Linked DNA regions of Mus musculus: region 1 is linked to region 2. A link is a contact called in public Hi-C data. All regions are on one chromosome and are shown on one strand. Each heading gives the region's core, a stretch centred on a gene start, on an enhancer-like site or on the middle of the called end of the contact. The rest is flanking DNA. Distances are from core to core; before and after follow the strand shown. Region 1 overlaps Pde3a (phosphodiesterase 3A, cGMP inhibited). Region 2 has its middle 55 kb from the start of Gm30524.

Evidence for each region. Hi-C and Micro-C count contacts between places; a contact is called where the count stands out from the background.
Region 1: a contact with region 2 is called in a Hi-C map of uterus, with 2.1 times the contacts expected there. The contact joins two enhancer-like sites. A contact is called at or near these places in 13 of 484 Hi-C or Micro-C datasets (embryonic stem cells, muscle stem cells, neural progenitor cells and 2 more) and 2 of 115 datasets of contacts at active chromatin or transcription factors (embryonic basal ganglia and stem cell-derived neural progenitor cells).

What each region holds. Positions count from the first base shown.
Region 1 is chr6:141,431,788-141,436,138 of GRCm38.p6, forward strand. All of the region lies in intron 2 of Pde3a (phosphodiesterase 3A, cGMP inhibited), which reads left to right. Among named protein-coding and RNA genes, the nearest start is that of Slco1c1, 90 kb to the right of the region's middle. Within about 2 kb of position 2,839, at least 78 of the 459 cell types and tissues checked have an H3K27ac peak or open chromatin away from gene starts, as enhancers often do. A contact at or near this core is called in uterus, where this site is marked.
Region 2 is chr6:140,897,987-140,902,431 of GRCm38.p6, forward strand. No RefSeq gene overlaps it. Among named protein-coding and RNA genes, the nearest start is that of Gm30524, 55 kb to the right of the region's middle. Within about 2 kb of position 2,510, at least 2 of the 459 cell types and tissues checked have an H3K27ac peak or open chromatin away from gene starts, as enhancers often do. A contact at or near this core is called in uterus, where this site is marked.

The DNA.
Region 1 (4,351 bases), core at 1,589-4,088, 530 kb after region 2:
AGGCAAGACATGGCAGCATCCAGGCCGGCATGGTGCAGGCAGAGCTGAGAGTTCTACATCTTCATCTGAAGGCTGCTAGTGGAATACTGGCTTCCAGGCAGCTAGGATAAGGGTCTTAAGCCCACACCCACAATGACACAACTATCCCAACAAGGTCACACCTCCTAATAGTGCCACTCCTTGGACCAAGCTTATACAAACCTTCACAAGGAGCTTCAGACTTGCTACTGCCCTTTGCCAGAGACTTGGATCCTAGATTTTGTGGGTCTAGAAATGTATTCATTTGTGAGAGAATCAAACTCATAGAGATCAACTCTGAAGAGAATTGCCTAAGAGTAGAATTGCCTTCATTACCCTAAATTCTAGAATAGTCTTGCTAGGAAGCCACTTAAAGATTCTGATCGAGAGAAGGGATGGAGAGCTACAGATTTCTCGAATCTCTGGATTGTAGAGTTGTCCCAGTCATTATACAGGGTAGCTCATGGCAACACCCAGGATCACACATTAATCAGTGAATGTAAAACCTCCAGTACCTGTACCTGGAATTTAAGGTAATGCCTCTTGAGTCTCTGGGAAGTTTTAATCTCCATAAAATGCAGCAGCAGCCGCCTCTGCAGCAGCATCTGGCAATCAGAAGTGACTCCTGACCTTGAAAAGATTGTCACATATTGATTGTTCTGTGGCAGAACATTGTGTCCTTAAGCTAATATGGAACGTCAGACTCCTAGCTAAAATAATCACTTTTTAAAATGGGGACAATGGAATATAGCCGAGCGCCCCTGTTTTTCGTCTCCCCGAGCTGCTTCCCGGCACTCTAGAGGCGAGGCAGAACACAGAACCACACCTAGATATTCAGGAAGTCCTGCCTGTTGACCCTCGCTGCCTTCTGACTTTGCCTGCCGTTGCTTTCTTTAGTGATCATAGTTTGGCTGTGACCTTAGATCATGCTGGTTCCTTTCTGTTCCTCTGTTGACTTGAGGGGCCCTTCGTTCTTTCATTTCCTCCACAGACATGCATGACGTAACACACGCTAGGCACTGAGGGAGCACAAAAGCAACCAGTCCTGCCTTCCTAGAATCCAGAGTTCCATGTGATAACAGACATGTGCAGCAGCAGACATTAAATGAGTGCATGCATTCATTTAATGTATTTGCACCAGGCATTTGCAAAGGAGAGGGAATATACCAGCGAAGGCCTCCTTGAGAAACTGCTAAGCTGAACCTTCAGGAATGAGTAGGACGGAATGCACAAGATGTCTACTTAACAGGAGCAGCATGGTCTGAGGGCAACAGCAAGAAACGATGTGCTGAGAAGTCCAAGTCCCAAGGACTCTATGTACAAAGAGAGTGGATGAGGGTGAAGCACTCAGTCCTGGACATGTATATAGGATTGTCACTGTCCCTTTGAAAGCTAATGGGGAAGGCAAAATTGGAGAGAAGAATCATCGGGTTGGAGTACTTGATTCCTAATACCCATGTCAGGTGACTTACAACTGCCTGTATCTCCAGCTCCAGGGGATCTGATGCCCTCTTCTGGCCTCTGTGAGCACTGCACTCACACACACACACACACACACACACACACACACACACACACACACACACACACATGCGCACATGCACACATACACATGAGGCAGGGGTGGGGAGTGAATTGAAACTAAATCTTTTTTTAAAAAAATCTAAGAAAGCTAACAAGCATTTCCATGAACCCCGTTACTGTTCCTACTTCATCAGCCTCCCTCGTGTGTTCTTTACTGTTGTCTCTCTTACTGAGACCACAAGAACGTCCTTCGATGAGTTAGAATAAGATGAGTTTATTAAATTAGGTGGCGCTGCTGAAGAAGATGAGCACTGATGTGACATCTTTAAAAAGCAGACGGATCCACGGGAAGCATTCTGAAAAGAATGGTGACGTCTGACTTCAGCGTTAGAAGTTCAGGAGTTTTTACAGGTAATTATAAAAGCTTAGTGAAGGCAGAGTGCGACACTGCAGCATTGCCTCGTCCTTCTGGGCCATACAAACTATGACTTTTTGCAAATTAGTTTCTAGATTTGCATTGGGTGTGGTCTCTTCTACTCTTACCAATATTTACTTGGTCTCTTTGATTTTTATCCAGTAATGTAAAAAAAAAAATAATGTTTTTTTAAAATTTTTTCACAGAGCATGTCTAAAACAAAATACCATTAACACTGAAACACAGACCTGTCCATCTGCATTTCTAAGGAACTACCTGGGAAAGCATGTGTGGTGCATAAGTTTCAAGCCAACATAGTCAGCCTGGGGCTGCAGGCTTGTTCTGGGCTGGCCTGGTGCTGGCTGTTTACAATGATCAAAGAGAGAACGGGTTGAACCAGAAGTTAGATTAATAGTTTTCTTTTACACCCCTGACCTCACAGCCTATACACTCTGGATCCTCATACACAAATAGAAAAGGCTTTAAATTGTCTTGTCCGAGTAATAATTTCTCTACTTGCTAACTGGATTTTGAGAACTGAGGGCAAACACCAGTGAGACTATCACGCTCTACCTCCTCCCTAAAATGCAACAGACAAGAAATAAAGGGGGGAAAAATCTTTTTCCAAATGTTGCTCTGCCCCTGTCCTCAGCTCAAGAGCTGAGGTTTTTGCCGGGGAGGAGGGGAGAGCGGGATTGTGTAGGGGAGGGAATGATGAAGAAGCCAGTGGGGGCAGTTGTTTTTCTGTGCCTGCTGACGTCAACGAAATTGCCAGATGGCATTTGAATGCTTTGCAAAAAGACAGGAGCCTTTTATTGCAGCTGTCGCGGGTCTGTCATTGGTTTTGCGTTCCCAGAAGTGGTCTGATGCTTTCTCTCACTGTGGGAGCAATGAGGGCTCTGTACCTTTCCAGACCTAGAGGGCTCTTTTGTAGGGTGTCCTTACACTGCTCTAATAAAGGACATGTGCTCTGGGACATTATGCTTTACTGTCAGTTCCTGTGGGCCATGAACTGCTCAGCTCTAGTCAGGGTCAGAGCTTGATCATTCAGAAAGTATATTTTTTCCAGAATGGTTTCTGTGGATGCTGGCAGCCTTGGGCACACACTTGGTAGCACCTGAAGGGTCTTAGGTCACCTTTTTAGCAACTGACCCCTCATTGACCTCTCAAGATGGGCCGATCTATCTTCAAAGCTCACCCCATGCCACTGGCTGAATTTATGTAGCTTATTCTCATGTCTGGAATTTGTCAAGCTTTTAATTCACTTGGTTATCAAGAGTGTTTGTTTGATTTCGTTTCTGCTTGGGGTAGGGCTTGGCAGCGGGATTTATTTTAATAATGTACTGCTTTCTGGGACAGTTAATTGGATAAATCGGTTTCCAGGTCCAGTTAGAAATTGGAAAGCAGTACAAAGTTTGTATGTTAGAAAAGCCTTCTGTCATGTAACTGTGTGACGGTAACACATATTTTTCATAGTAAAGAGTTTGGGATATGCATCCTGGCCTAAGCTGCATTCCCGGTTTCTTTCTTTCCTCTAAGCTGCTACCTGATGTCAATCATGTGTGGCAGTCTCAGGCACAAGCTGTGGTGGTAGTCCTGAAATCTGTGGTGCGTATGCTGAAGAAACAAGAGCCATGAAGACAAAGGATACTGAGGGGCTGAAGGACAAAGAGGTTTTAAAGTTGTGACATGTGTTTAAGGAGTTTGATGACTCAGTTGGCACAGTGCCTGCTTTGCAAGCAGGAGAACATAATTTTGACCCCCCCCAGAAGCCACCTTTATAAAAAGATCTAAGGACATTATGCTTCTAATCGCAATGCTGGGTGCAGGAGGGGCAGAGACAGGCATAACCCTGGGGTTCATTGGCTAGCCATTGTACATGACCAGTGATCTCCAAGCCAATGAGAGACCCTATCTCAAAAACAAGATTAATAGCTTCTGAAGAATGCCCATTGGTGTGTGACATTTCATAAGCGCATACACGCACCCCCCCAACACACACACCTATAACATGATGTACTGCCTTGTCATGATGGGGTAGACAGTTGTAATAGCCCCTTACAGTGGCAATAATTATCTCTTTGCAGTGTAAGAAAATCACATGCTGTTGTGTTAGTGGAGGAACCACTGTCATGAGTGATGGGCTATTCTGAACAGACATGAAGACAGCTGCCCTTACTACCTAGTCTTGTTCTAGACACACAAAGGCTCCATCATAGACTTTATGTAATTCACACTGGTCTGGAATTCATTATGTAGAACAGGGTGTCCTACAACTCATGGTAATCCTCCTGTCTCAGCTTCCCCAGTGTTGTAATTATACAAATGAACCACCATGTTTGACATATTTCACTCTTTATGGAATATAGTGCCATGACAACAAATTGCAGAATC
Region 2 (4,445 bases), core at 1,260-3,759:
GAGATTTCTATGTTCCTGTCAGGTTGAAGACTTCTGGGTGTATAGTTAGCCTAACACAGGTCCTCTCATATATTACATCCCAACTATAGTTCCTCTCCCACCCCCTCTACGAGTCTCACGCCCTCCTCCTCAACCTCCCCTTCCTCCTGGATTCACCCTCTTCACTTCTCCTCAGAAAAGAGCATGTCTTTTAGGATCATACCACGTAACAAGCTACAATAAGGCTAGGCACATACCATCACATCAAGGCTGGATGAGGCAACCCAATCAAAGAAAAAGGGTCCCAAAGGTAGGGTGTAAGGGTGAGCAACAGCCCTCGCTTCCACTGTTAGGAATCTCACAAGAGCACTGGCTAAACAACCATAACATATATGTAGAGGACCTAGGTTAGATTCATACAGCTTCCCTGATCTCTATGAGCCAGCTCGAGTCCTGGTCAGTTGCTTCTGGGGGCCATGTTCTTGTGGTGTCCTTGACCTTTCTGACTCCTCCAACTCTCCCTCTTTCACAGGTCTCCCACAGTTCCACCTGATATTTGCCTGTGGGACTCTGCGATGCTCCCATCAATTGCTAGATGAAGTCTCTCTGATGACGACTATGCTAGACTCCTTTCCCCGCACATCCTGCAGGCATGATACACTTTAGGTTGGAGGTTTTGTGACTGTGTTGGTGTTCCAGTCCTTCCACTTGAGGCCTTGCTTGGTTACAGAGGATAGCCAGTTCAGGCTCCGAATCCCCTATTACTAGGAGTCTTCACTAATGTCACCCTCGTAGACTCCAGGGGATTTCCATTGCAACAGGCAGAACGCCAATTTTGTGGACTCAAGACAAGGTCAGTTACAGAGTTTCCTTCCCTCATGGAGGGAGGTCCTGTGTAGAGGAGTGGGCCCAGTGAAAGTGTGCAGAGGAACACAGAGCTACTTATGAACTCCTGCTTGGAGGACCCTACCATGTAGAATCATTTCAGCCCTCCAGTCAGCTTGCTGTAGAAAGACTTGAGGCTATCTCACAGTCCTTTGTTAAACCACTAAGTATGTGTTTGGCTATAGGCACTGATCTTGGTATCATATGTATATCTCTCTCTCCCTTTCCCCCTCCCTCCCTTCCTCTCTTTATGTGTCTGCCTGTCTGTGTTGTGTGTAATATTAAAAAACAATCTACGCTATTGCTGGCTAGGCACCAGTTAGTAGTCTAGGTCTTTTTTCCCAGCCTGGTATCGAGCCCGAGACCGCATGTTTCCCCTTGCCAAGGCCTCTCCAGATCTCTGAGATAGCTCTATCCTCCCTGCGGCTGGCTGCTGCCAAACCCGCTCAGAACTCCCAAATTTCCACAGCTAGCTGGGGCGCACTCTCGCAAACCCACGCTCTGCCCTGGTTACCTTTCCCTGGAGCTCAGTTGAATCTCAGCGAGATGGAAAACACCAGCCATTCTCAGCTTAGAATCAAGAGATAACACAATCGCTAGGAGTGGAATCCAGCATCCTAAATTTACCAACTATTCTATGTTAGAAAGCAGATTGTGGTGGGTTCTGCCACCCTAACTAACACCCCCGGGGCTAAATCTTGGTTGTCTTGCTCTAAAAGGAAGTCCCTTCCTCCTGCCTTCCCTCTTTCACTCTCCATCCCGGAAGACCCGCCTCCTTCTTGTCCAGTGATTGGCTTCTTGTTGTCTTTATTATTTAATCAATTAGGGGAAAATTCCATTATATGTATGTATAGCCTTACAAGTGCACAGTGCCCTTAGTTCCAGGAGAGAGTGTCAGATACCCTGGAACTGGAAGGACAGATGTTTGTGAGCCACACCGTGGGTTCTGGGAACCAAACTCTGATCCTCTGCATGAAGAACGAGTAATCGTAACCGCTGAACCATCTCTTCTTTCCTTCTAAACTTAAAGATTTACAGCCTCTGTCAATAATTATTAAGATAAGAGTAGATTTTTTTTTAAATCTGAAGGTGAAACAGTTAGCTCTGAGCTTTTATAAATGATTTGGCCAACAATAAAAATGGTAGCCAATTTCTTTAAGGGATATTTTACTGACCAGCAAGTGTTCTACTTTAACTACTCACAAATTCCCTGAAACGAGTTATTTTGAATACATATCAAGTGTCAAGACAATGACAATATCCTGATTCCTAATTTTCTCTGTCTTGATGGATCTCCAAGCCTCAGATATTTGTGACCCGCAATGTGGATGTTTGGAACCAGTTGGAACCTGTTGCCAGGGTCCCTTGTATCCCTACCAGCTCAGGTAAAGAGAATCATGGGACTGACTTAATAATCATAAGGAAAGGCTAGCTGACACCACATGAGATGTTTGTCCCTTTGAGGGAGGAGAGTCGTTAAAAATGGTAGAACCCAGAAGTTTCTCCTTCTACTCTGTTCAAGTAGTCTGGGCCCTTTGCCAGACACTTTGCCTGGACTTCCAATTCTTGACCGTTTCATTTAGCAACAAGCCTAAAATCATGGCTTGAGCTCAGTGCATTTAAGGCCTGTGTTACAGCCTCTACTATCTCATGCACGACAGCTCATCTTCCTCAGGAGGTTAGCACACAGGACTTCAGCTTGGCAGCGTCCTTATAATAAAGGAGGGTGAAATAAAAATGAGCCTTCTTGCTGTTGCCAGACATCCCTTTGAAATCCTGCACAGGAGCACATCAAGGTATAAACACTTGCTTGGCTCTGACACGTTGTTTTGCTTTCTGTTTGCAAGCTTTTCTTTCCTTTGGTCTCTTTTGCTTGCCATCTTCTCCCAGCACGGGGAAAAGTTAGATGTCCCATTCAGTTCATTAGTCTTTGGGAGCTGGAGTCAGTGAACGCACTGTACAACTAAGGGCATGTTTTCCTTCTGGAGCAGTTAGATGATACAACGGAGCTGGCTTTTCTGAGGCAGTGTGATCTCTTATGAGATAATTGAAGACTTTGACTTCTGGGAAAGATGGCTATTGATTTTGCATTGTTAATTCTAATGTCATGGAAATTTCCTACTTGTATTTGAAAAATTCTACTTTCTTTTGTAACCAGCAAACTCCAGAGAGTTAAATCTATATAAAAATAGAGGTGAACATGGAGTGCTTTTATGTTAATTTCTTGGGTTACTTTTGATAATGAGATATTCACACAATTTCACCTTTGCTTAAAATGTCACAACGCTATTGAGCTCTGACATCTAGTGAGGGAAGCCGAGCTTCCAGATAGTAGGTGTAGCGTGTAGGTGTGTCCTGTTTGGGTAGTCATACTTGATGCTGTCATGGTTAGCTTCAGATGTCAGTCTGGCACAAACCTGGACATACCTGGAAAGAGGGAATCTTATCTGAGGACTTGCCTCCATCAGATTGGCCTGTGGGCATGTCCGTGGGACATTTAAGGGTTCAGTCTGTTTTGGGCAGTGCCACCCTAGACATATGAGTCTGGGATATATAAGAAAGTTAGTTGAATATAGTCTCAGAGCAAGCCAGCAGAGTTCCTCTGTTGTTTCTGCCTCTGCTCCTGTGGGGCATTGGGCCATGCACAGACAGGCTGGTCTCCAGTTGAGCTGAGGTCTGAACCCTGGTGGTGATAATTCACCTTCATGACATGGTAGGCATTACCTTATGCTCCTGGAACTCTGGCTCCTGCCTAAGTTACCACCCCCACACCCCCCATAAGAGAAGCATGGTCAGTAGTCATGTAGGCAATGGCCCAAGCTTCTGACCTTCAGGCTAAACTCCTCCCCAGTTACCCAGCAACAGTAAAGACCATAAAAAGGGCTGTTCAACCCCTGCTTGCTCTCTTACTTGTCTCTCACTCCTTTATTCTCTTTTCTCTCACTTCTCTCTCTCCTCTCTCCTTTCTCTTTGTCTTCTCCTCTCCTCCCTCCTCTCCTCTCCTCTCCTCTCCTCTCCTCTCCTCTCCTCTCCTCTCCTCTCCTCTCCTCTCCTCTCCTCTCCTCTCCTCTCCTCTCCTCTCCTCTCCTCTCCTCTCCTCTCCTCTCCTCTCCTCTCCTCTCCTCTCCTCTCTCCTCTCCCTCTTACTCTCTTTCTCTCTAGCCCCCCTCCCTTCTCTCTCTCCCACCTTGCGTTTCTATAATAAAACTCTAAAATCATAGGGAGTCTCTGCTCCATCAAGATCCTCTGAGCACTCACTCTGGTCAATGTTGGGAACCTCTTCCCTCCTCCCTCTCTCCTATAACCCTGGTGGCTTTAGCAAAGTAGCTCCTGCCTCTGGCCACCCCCTGAAGAGTGGGACAGAGGAATGTCCACCCAGGGATGAGTGGAAGGTAGTTAGCAGCCCTCTCACGCCTGACTAACCAGAGGATAGGGAAAACTCTGGCAGGACGTGGGCCTTTCCTCCTCCCCTACTTCCCCAGGGCCCCCTTTTTAGTTCCCACATGCTCGTGCTTAAGTCCCTGGTCTGACTTTCCTCAGTGGTGGACTGTGATTAAAACATAGAAGCCCAATAAGCCCTT